Regions from separate parts of the Sus scrofa genome. Here all the other regions are linked to region 2. The links are chromatin contacts, called in public Hi-C and promoter capture Hi-C maps. All regions are on one chromosome and are shown on one strand. The core of a region is the stretch at or near the end of the contact, and the rest is flanking DNA. Distances in the headings are between cores, read along the strand shown. Region 1 holds the start of FADD (Fas (TNFRSF6)-associated via death domain). Region 2 has its middle 47 kb from the start of ANO1. Region 3 holds the start of FGF19 (fibroblast growth factor 19).

Region 1 (2,836 bases), core at 301-2,800, 230 kb after region 2:
AAATAAATAAAATGTAACTGAGAACTCACAGCATTATCGACAATGGTCCAAAAGGCGGAACAAACCGCAAGGTCCATCCACTGACGACTGAACACACAGATACGGTCCAGCCACACAAGGGAACAGAGTACTGTCACATGCTTCAACGCGGATGACTCTTGAAGATGTCACGCTCATTTAAAGAAGCCAAGCACAGTGGATTTCCCCACCCGCGCAGTGGGTTAAAGATCCAGTGTCATCACTGCTGTGGCTAAGTTTCAGTCCCTGGCCTGGGAAGTTCTGCAATGCTGCTGGTGCAGGGGGGAAAAAAAAAAAGGCACAAAAGACCAAGCAGTGTATGGTTCCACTTACACGAAAGGTCCAGAAGAGTCAAATCCAAAGAGTCAGGAGTAAATTAGCGGTTGCCAGGGGCTGGAGAAAGGAGTGGGGAGGGAGGAAGGAGGAAGTGACTGCTAATGGGTACCAGGTTTCCACCTGGGTGATGAAAATGTTTTAAAATTAGCTAATGGTGGCAGTTACAGAACTTTATGAATATACTAAAAATGACTACATTGTACACTGTAAAGCAGTGAGTTGTAGGGAACGTGAATTGCACCTCGATTTTATATCTAATATACATTAATATATACATATTCATTCCCCACCCCTACCCCCAGGTAACTTATAAAAGGCTTCACCCCTCCTCTCCTCCCCTGCAGGGGCTTATCTCTGGAGCAGTAAAGCCCAACCTGGCGGCTCCTAATTCCTGCCTTCCCCTTGCCGACCACGCCCTGCCTCCCAGGCTCGGCTCCCGCCACCTCGTCCCCCTCCCCGTGCCTCTGCCCTGGCTTCCGCCCCGCCCCGCCCTCTTCCGGGCTCACCTGCGCACCTGCCTCCTCTTCCCCGCACCTGCAGCAGGAGGCCGACTCTGACCCCGCCCCCCCGCCACACTCCCATCCCCCCCTCCCCTTGGCCCTGGGTCCTGCTAACTTCTGTCTTGCTGACCTGTATTACGTAACTTTGGGTACTGATGCTGTAAGCTCCGGGCAGGGGGGAATTCCGCACTTTGTTCCCAAATTTGTCTCCAGAACCTACTGCGTGGCAGACAGTAGGCGCTTAATAAACGTTAATAAGCATTCGAAAATAATGACGGTAACATTAAAAATCAAGTATTTATGAAACGCTAAAACCTCTGAAGTTTTTACTGCACACAGAAGTCCAGGGGGCACCAAAGGACAGGCCTTTTCGCAAATGTTAATAGAGAAATGCATTTATTATCGGCATCCGCAGTGCAACACTCCACAGGAAACGAAGGCGGGTGCCCCCCAGCAGGGGCCCTAGCTCTCGGGACCCCCAAGGCCACACAGGCCAACCCGGAGGGAGAAGGTCGGCAGGGCGCAGGCGCAGAGGCCGTCCCAAGGCCCCTCCGCCAGCGTGTCCGAAGCGCCCCCTTGCGGCCGCGCACGCCTCCCGGGAGGAGCTGTCCACGGTTGGGCTCGGGGCGCATGCGCGGGTCGGGGGCGTTCTCGCGAGAGAAAGCGGGTTTGCGGCAGACTTCCGGTGGCGGGGCGCAGGGCGGGCAAAGTGGGAGCTGCGGCTGCCAGACGGAGGAGCTCCGGCGCGTGAGGAGGCGGGGGACCCGGTCTGCCGGAGCGCGGGCCGGCGAGCGGGCAGCAGCCCGCACCCGCCGCCATGGACCCGTTCCTGGTGCTGCTGCACTCGGTGTCGGCCAGCCTGTCAAGCAGCGAGCTGACCGAGCTCAAGTTCCTGTGCCAGGGACGCGTGGGCAAGAGGAAGCTGGAGCGCGTGCAGAGCGGCGTGGACCTCTTCTCCGTGCTCCTGGAGCAGAACGAGCTGAGTCCCGAGCACACTGCGCTGCTGCGCGAGCTGCTCGTCTCCCTGCGGCGCCAGGACCTGCTGCGGCGCCTGGACGCCTTCGAGGCGGGCGCGGCGGGCGGGGCGGCGCCGGAGGAGCGAGGTGGGGGCGGGGGCCGGGGGTCGCGGGGGGCGGGCGGGGCCGGAGGGGCGAGGTGGGGCCGGGGGACGGGGTGGGGGACGGGCAGGGCGGGGCCCGGGAGGCGGGCGGGCCGCGCGGGGGGGGTGGCCCTCCAGTGGTTTCGCTATTCCCTGCGCCTAATCTTTTCCGGATTCGGTTTGCTTTTCCGGGTTGTGTTTTCTCTGAGCATTCCTGAGAGCCGGGTGACATGCCCGCTTTGCAGATAAGAGAACGAAAACTCCGAAAAGCTAACGTTTCCTAGGCTGTTGAGCACGGACACCCACCCCAGCCTCAGTGTTTTGTCCCGGTGTACATATTAGAAGTTACTCGAAAGAAATGGGCGTCGCTCACCTCCCAGGTGGGGGAATTCGGCCCTCCTGGGCATCCTCTGGGGGGTTTGTCTGCCCAGTTAATGTCCTTCTCCTCTGGCTGAAAATACTGTGATCATAAATCTTTAACAGGGGGCTCCTATTCCTAGGCGAGGGGCCGGAGTCAGAGCTGTAGCTGCTGGCCACCGAGCCTCCACTGCACAACCTACACCACAGCTCGTGGCAAGGCCAGATCCTTAACCCACTGAGCGAGGCCAGGGATCGAACCCTCATCCTCATGGATACTAGTTGGGTTCGTTACCAATGAGCCACAGTGGGAACTCTGCAGCTTATGTGTTTAATTTGCACAATGAGCCTGTTAGGTAGCATCATCTCTTACTATTCCTGATTTCCTATGGGAAGGACTGTGGCTGAGAGCGGTGTTAAGTGACGTGCCCAAGATACTCAGCCTGTAACTAGCAGCCCGTAGGGTTGAAGGGGGCCGCCTGGCCGCCCTGGGTGACTGTAGCCACCATGCTGCTTTTGGGCTTCT
Region 2 (2,700 bases), core at 127-2,626:
TTGCTTTATGTTCCCTGATCATTTGATTTTTTTCTAACTACACAGGCGTGGCTTAGTGTTTAAGGACAGCTAAGCACACATCTGAGGACAGCAGCTAGGCTTCACCCAGGTGCTCCGAGGGTCTCCTTCACCTCCCCCCCACCAGGCGAATGGGGGACGTCTGGCCTCCAGCCACGCTGTTCTGGTGGCGTCCTCTAGGGGGAGCCCCTGAGAACTGTGCTCAGGTGTGTCCCCCAGGGAACCAGGTAAGGGGCTGGCAGCCCCATGGAGGGCTTTCTTCTGCTTAGGGCAGCTTCTAGGCAGGAGTGGATGGTTGGGATTCGCCGTCAGAGTCCAATCAGGTTCCCAAAGGCCCGGGGAGCCACAGTTACCCCAGGGACCTTGGGCAAATCATGTTTTCTCTGTGGCCTCAACTTGCCTCTTCTGAAAAATGGAGGCGGTGGCTCGGCCTCCCAGGATATTGGAAGAACAGGACTTCCCAAGTGGCTGTCGTCACCCACTGTCTCTCCTGTGGGATGTGGGGGATGGCCATGCTGTGGCTGCCAGAGCCACAAGATCCCCAGCCCTGCCCCAGTGCTGCCTAGCAGGCAGTGACCCACAGGCATCTTGAATCCAGGGCTAGGGTCCTGGGAGAGCTGTGAGACCAGGACCCCTGTCCCCCCATTCCCCCAGCTCCCCCCACATCCTCTGACTTCTGCGGGGCATCTTTGTTTTGGTAGCTTCAGCTTGAGGCTGGTGGCAGGCTCAGCATCTAGAGGGTCCCCTCCCTGTCCCCAGATTGTTCTGTGGGGGCCCACCCCCCTCCAGGTCCCTGGGGACATCTAGGCTGGCCCCACCTGTCCTGCTCCAGGCCCAGCAAGCCTGGGCATGGCTCAGGGTTGGTGTTTCTGACCTCCTGACCTTGAGGTCAGTGGGTGCCCTCTTTCCTGGGAAACGTGGGGAAACACACTCTGCTTCCCAGGACTCAGGTGGGCGATGCTTGCCTAGAGCTGTAGGGAGGAGTGGGGGTGGTCAGACAGGATGACAGGGGAGGGGGTGTCTGTTCCAGGGTGACACAGAGACCACACCCAGAGAGCGACAGGGACACAGAAGCCCTCCTTGCTCCTCTGAGGCCACTTCTTCACTTGCAGTAAAAGGAGAACAGACAAGAAGCACAGACACAGAACACAAGCCGACGGTCTGGAGCCCCTGCAGCCCCAGAAGTCACCACAAATGTCACCATTTACCCACGGCCTTCCCCAGCCCAGTCCCCGTCCAGGGCACTTCTGCTGTCGCCCCCACCATCCCCCTCCATTTCTGGGGAGGAGGCCAGCTCAGGAAGACCACCGTTCTGTCCCCTTATCTTTTGCAAGCCAGCTGGGCATCTGCTCCAGCCGGCCTGGGGCTGGACCACATTTAAGGGGCCGGACGCTATTGTCAGCTTATCTGGTTGTAAAAAGGTCTGTCTTATCTCCAGCCGCCTCTCACTGCCAGTCACTGGTTAATGCTTTTACAAGGGCTTTTTCTCCAGGGGAAGGAGGTGCGGTCTCCAGAGGTGCCTGGCAGTGGGGACACTGGCTGGGGTTCCTTCCCTATGAATCAACAGCCCTGTGCCAACCCAGGGCCCCATGGGAACCCTGGGGGCGGGGGACAGAGCAGGGGTGAAGGCCATGAGGGGAATAACCCAGGGCCCCAGCCCTGCACTGGGGAACAGAACTGGGGGTCATGGAAGGGAGCCTCTGGGAGGGAGGACTCGGGTACCCCAGCCCCCAAGCCGTTTCTCATTCCCCCTTTCAGTTTCCTACCGCCGCTCTCGGCACAGCTGCAATCGCCCAGCCCAGCTTCTACTCTCCTGCCTGCCAGGCTGGGCAAAGCCCTGGGAAGGAGGCTAGGTTTAGGCCCTTGCTTGTTGGCGCCCCTGCCATCCTCCCAGCCTCAGTTTCTTTGTCTGTAAAGTGGGCCCTCAACTTGCAGGGGGGCCGTGGGGAACCAGGAGAGGTAGGAGCCTCCAGGGTTCTGGAAACCAGCCAGTGTGGTCTGACCCATGTGGCATCTTTCATGGAAGGTTCTGGGAGCCTGATCCGTGATCTCTCCCCGCAGGATGTTGACATGTGGAGGCAGGGGCCAGGCCGAGCCCCAGGGATGCGTGACGCATCTGGTGGGAGGTTTCTGACTCCAGGACCCGGGGTTCATGCACCCAGCAAATATGTGTTGAGCATCCTTTGTGGGGCACACGTGGGTGCTGGGGGCCCACAGAGACCAACAGAGGCATAACCCCTACACTCCCGTGGGAGCGAACAGATATTCAAAGGACAAATACATAGAATGCCACGTGGTGGTGAAGCAAAACAGGAAACATGTGGAGAATGGGTATATCTGGGGCGGGGGTGGAGCCTCGGTTTTCAACCAGGTGGCCAGGGGAGGCCTCACCAGGCAGGGACATCTGAGTCAAGAGCAAAGGAGATGAGGTAGTGAGACGTGGAGCTCTGGGAAGGGTGGTCCAGACTGCAGCTGGCACGTGCAAAGGTCCTGGGGCAGCAACTTGGTGTGTTCAGAGAATGGCCAGAGGCCTGGTGTAGAGGGTCCACGAGAAGGTCCGAAGAGGACATCAGAGAGGTAAGGAGCCAGCATATGGACTTGGCTTTGACTCAGTAGGACGGGGCCTGAGGGATTTTGAGCCCAGGAGCGATAGTGGCCTACTTGCTTTCTGAACGACTCACT
Region 3 (2,700 bases), core at 92-2,591, 160 kb before region 2:
CCCCAAAAGCCTCTGCAGTACAGGTGAGCCCCAGCCCAGGACGAGCACTGACCCAGCAATATCACCCTCATTCGGATGCTGCAAAACCCACAGCTTCTGATGCACAAAAGCTAATTTTTAAAAATCTCTTCCACCGCAAATGTGATTTTTCTACTGACTAATTTGAAGACCTGCTTTTTAAAAAAGATCCGAGTTGTGGATACTCCCTTTCCCTTTCTTTAAAGCAAACAAATAAAAACTGCAGAGAGGGAGGCGGAGGCAAGCCCCACGCAGGCACAGGCCGAAGCCGAAAAGGCCAAGGTGGATTTCCCCCATTTCATATCAAAGAGCCCAGGGATGGCTTCCTCCAGCCAACTGGACCCCCCTTCGGTTCAAGTGGAAATGCTAAGGCGGGTCTCACATTCTCCAACCCTCAACTTCCATGTTAGAAAGTCGGACGTTAGCTTCATGTGGTCCTTGCTGTGTGTGTGCGCCTCACAGCTCCACGCATTCCAGCAGGAGGAAGCCAGGAAACCCCGGATTCGAGCCCGGGCGCCCGCCTCCCCCAAAGGCGCCGGTCCCAGCTAGCTTCCTGCGGGCCGGAGACACTCACCTGCCCTTGCATCTTGCCGTCGGCGCCCATGCAGAGGTAACGGCCGCTGCGCTCGCCCTTGATCGCCACGGTACTCAGCGCGACTGCCCTGATCTCCATCAAACCTGGGCGCGAAGACAGCAAAACACTGCAGCCGCGACCCGCGAGGCCCACCACACGTGGATGTGGTTGGTCGGTGTTCGGGCCCGTGCCCCACCCCCCAACTCCCCCAGTCCCTCTCGAAGTCTGGGGGCCCGGCGAGGGAGGAGGACACCCAGGTGCCAAGATCTGGCGTTCCGAGGAATGGGGGTCGGTCCGCAGGAGCCGAAGAGGGGCGAGGGGAGGGAGGGTAGCGCGTGGGTGCAGTAGGTCCAAGCACGCATCGCCCCCTCCCCCAGCTCCTCCTGCAGTCGGGGGATCCCGGGAGGGGGCGGAAGGGCCAAGACCTGGGGTTCCCGGGAGTGGGGGGCTGAGGGAGGTAAAGGCAGGAAGGGGCACTGTGGCGGGTGGGGGCCCGGCGGGCACTCACTGTGCGCGCTCTGTCCCGGCGCGCAGTCCACGGGGCCGTCTGAGTGGATGCGCAGGAAGCAGCTGGAGACGCCGTGGGGACTCGCAGTGTACAGGTGCCGCAGGCGGACCGACTCGCCCCAGCCGTAGTGCACGTGCGGCCCAGCATCCGAGAAGGCTAGGGGGCGCCCGGCTGCGGCCAGCCAGAGGCCGGCCAGGACCAGGGCGCGGACCACCGCGCACCGGCTCGGAGCGCTCCGCATCGCGCCTCCCTCGGGCTCGGGGCTCAGGGCGCAGTTCGGGAGGGTGCGAGAGGCTGGGCGGCCGCCGAGAGGCCCTGCGGGGCTGAGCGAGCGGAGGCGAGAGCAGCCGTGCGCTCCCGGGCACCGGGGTGCTTAGCGCTCCTGCTCCGACGGCGCGGCGGCCCGAGGCCGGCGACCTTATATAGCGCGTCTGTTACCCGCCCTGGAAGCCCGAGACGCTAAGCATTTCTTATCGAGATTGCATCAGCCCTCCGCCCCCCAACACACACACCCACTCACACTCCGCCTCCGCCCAGCCCCTCCCAGGGCCCTGCCCGGGTGACCCCGCCCAGGCCGCCCCGATCTGAGGGAGGAGGAGGCCCCGCTTTGCTGGAGGCTTGGGGGGGTGGAGGCTCCTTCCCGCGCGCGGGGACGAGGCTGGAGCCAGGTCGCTCTCGGCTGGGCGAGATTGATTTTATAAAGAAATCTAGACGACAACGGAGCCCAGCCCCAGGCCACGGGGTCCCCGGGGAATGCGCTGGTCGCGGGGCGCTAGCAGGGGCGCGCAGCAGGCTTCCTGGGGCCGGAGACTGGGGGGGGCGGGGGGGGGCGGGGGACACTGAACTTCCCAACCCTTCGCTCCCTGTGGGAAAAATCTTGCCTCGGCTTTGGGGCCTTTTCCCCTAAAAAGCCACATCCACTCCCTCCCACCACGGTCCCAACCCCTCGAAACTCCAGAGGTAAAGCCAGCCACCAGAATGTCCCCTGCAGCTCCGACCCTCTGTGTTCTCTGGCTTTATGTTCTCGCGATCCCTGCCCGCAGCCGCTTTTTACCCCGGTAAATTGTCCCCCAACTGGGGGCCGAGCGCGACCTCGGCTCGCGGAGGAACAATGGAATCGCCCGGGCGAGCGCTAGATGGCGCTTCAGCCCCGGTTTCGGCCCCGGCTGGCTCTGCGCCCAGTCGCCGTCCTGCCTCTGCAAAGACGGAGGGACCCCGGAGATCGAACCTGGCAGGGCGGTCGTGGCAGGGTGGGCTTGCGAGCTGCAGACTGGGAAACTGACTTTTTTTTTCGGGGCGCAGGGAAGGTCCTCCGCTTTCGAGGTGCCTTTTGTAGTAGGTCTGGTCCCGGGATCCCCGGGCGCGCTGTTTGCAGGGTGGGGAGACCGGGAGCTCCTTACCTGGTGGGGAGGGCAGAGCGGCAGTGATGGGCCCTGCGAGGGTGGGGCCACCTCGATGAAGGGCCTCCCTCCGCTAATGAGGCTCTGAAAAAGGAGCCAGCATCCAGAAGATGCCCTGGCGGGAAAGGGGGTGTTTGTCCTAGAGGGCTTTGGCTCAACACTGATTCTTCCTCATTATTCCTCCAACCCCTGCGCCCTCC

Evidence for each region. Promoter capture Hi-C pulls out the DNA fragments that hold promoters and counts their contacts. Hi-C and Micro-C count contacts between places; a contact is called where the count stands out from the background.
Region 1: a contact with region 2 is called in a promoter capture Hi-C map of fetal liver, with 7 times the contacts expected there. The contact joins the promoter of FADD here to the enhancer-like site in region 2. A contact is called at or near these places in 5 of 5 promoter capture datasets (fetal liver, fetal skeletal muscle, liver and 1 more), 25 of 47 Hi-C or Micro-C datasets (alveolar macrophages, blood, brain and 15 more) and 2 of 2 datasets of contacts at active chromatin or transcription factors (alveolar macrophages and skeletal muscle).
Region 3: a contact with region 2 is called in a Hi-C map of fetal liver, with 2.8 times the contacts expected there. The contact joins the promoter of FGF19 here to the enhancer-like site in region 2. A contact is called at or near these places in 3 of 5 promoter capture datasets (fetal liver, fetal skeletal muscle and liver) and 15 of 47 Hi-C or Micro-C datasets (alveolar macrophages, embryonic fibroblasts, epiblast stem cells and 9 more).

What each region holds. Positions count from the first base shown.
Region 1 is chr2:3,193,534-3,196,369 of Sscrofa11.1, reverse strand. It overlaps FADD (Fas (TNFRSF6)-associated via death domain), which reads left to right and starts at 1,550. Exons shown (of 2, transcript NM_001031797.1): 1 at 1,550-1,957. The coding sequence starts at 1,672.
Region 2 is chr2:3,419,522-3,422,221 of Sscrofa11.1, reverse strand. No RefSeq gene overlaps it. Among named protein-coding and RNA genes, the nearest start is that of ANO1, 47 kb to the right of the region's middle. Within about 2 kb of position 1,376, at least 3 of the 83 cell types and tissues checked have an H3K27ac peak or open chromatin away from gene starts, as enhancers often do. A contact at or near this core is called in fetal liver, where this site is marked.
Region 3 is chr2:3,581,668-3,584,367 of Sscrofa11.1, reverse strand. It overlaps FGF19 (fibroblast growth factor 19), which reads right to left and starts at 1,341. Exons shown (of 3, transcript XM_003122420.3): 1 at 1,101-1,341; 2 at 593-696. The coding sequence starts at 1,341.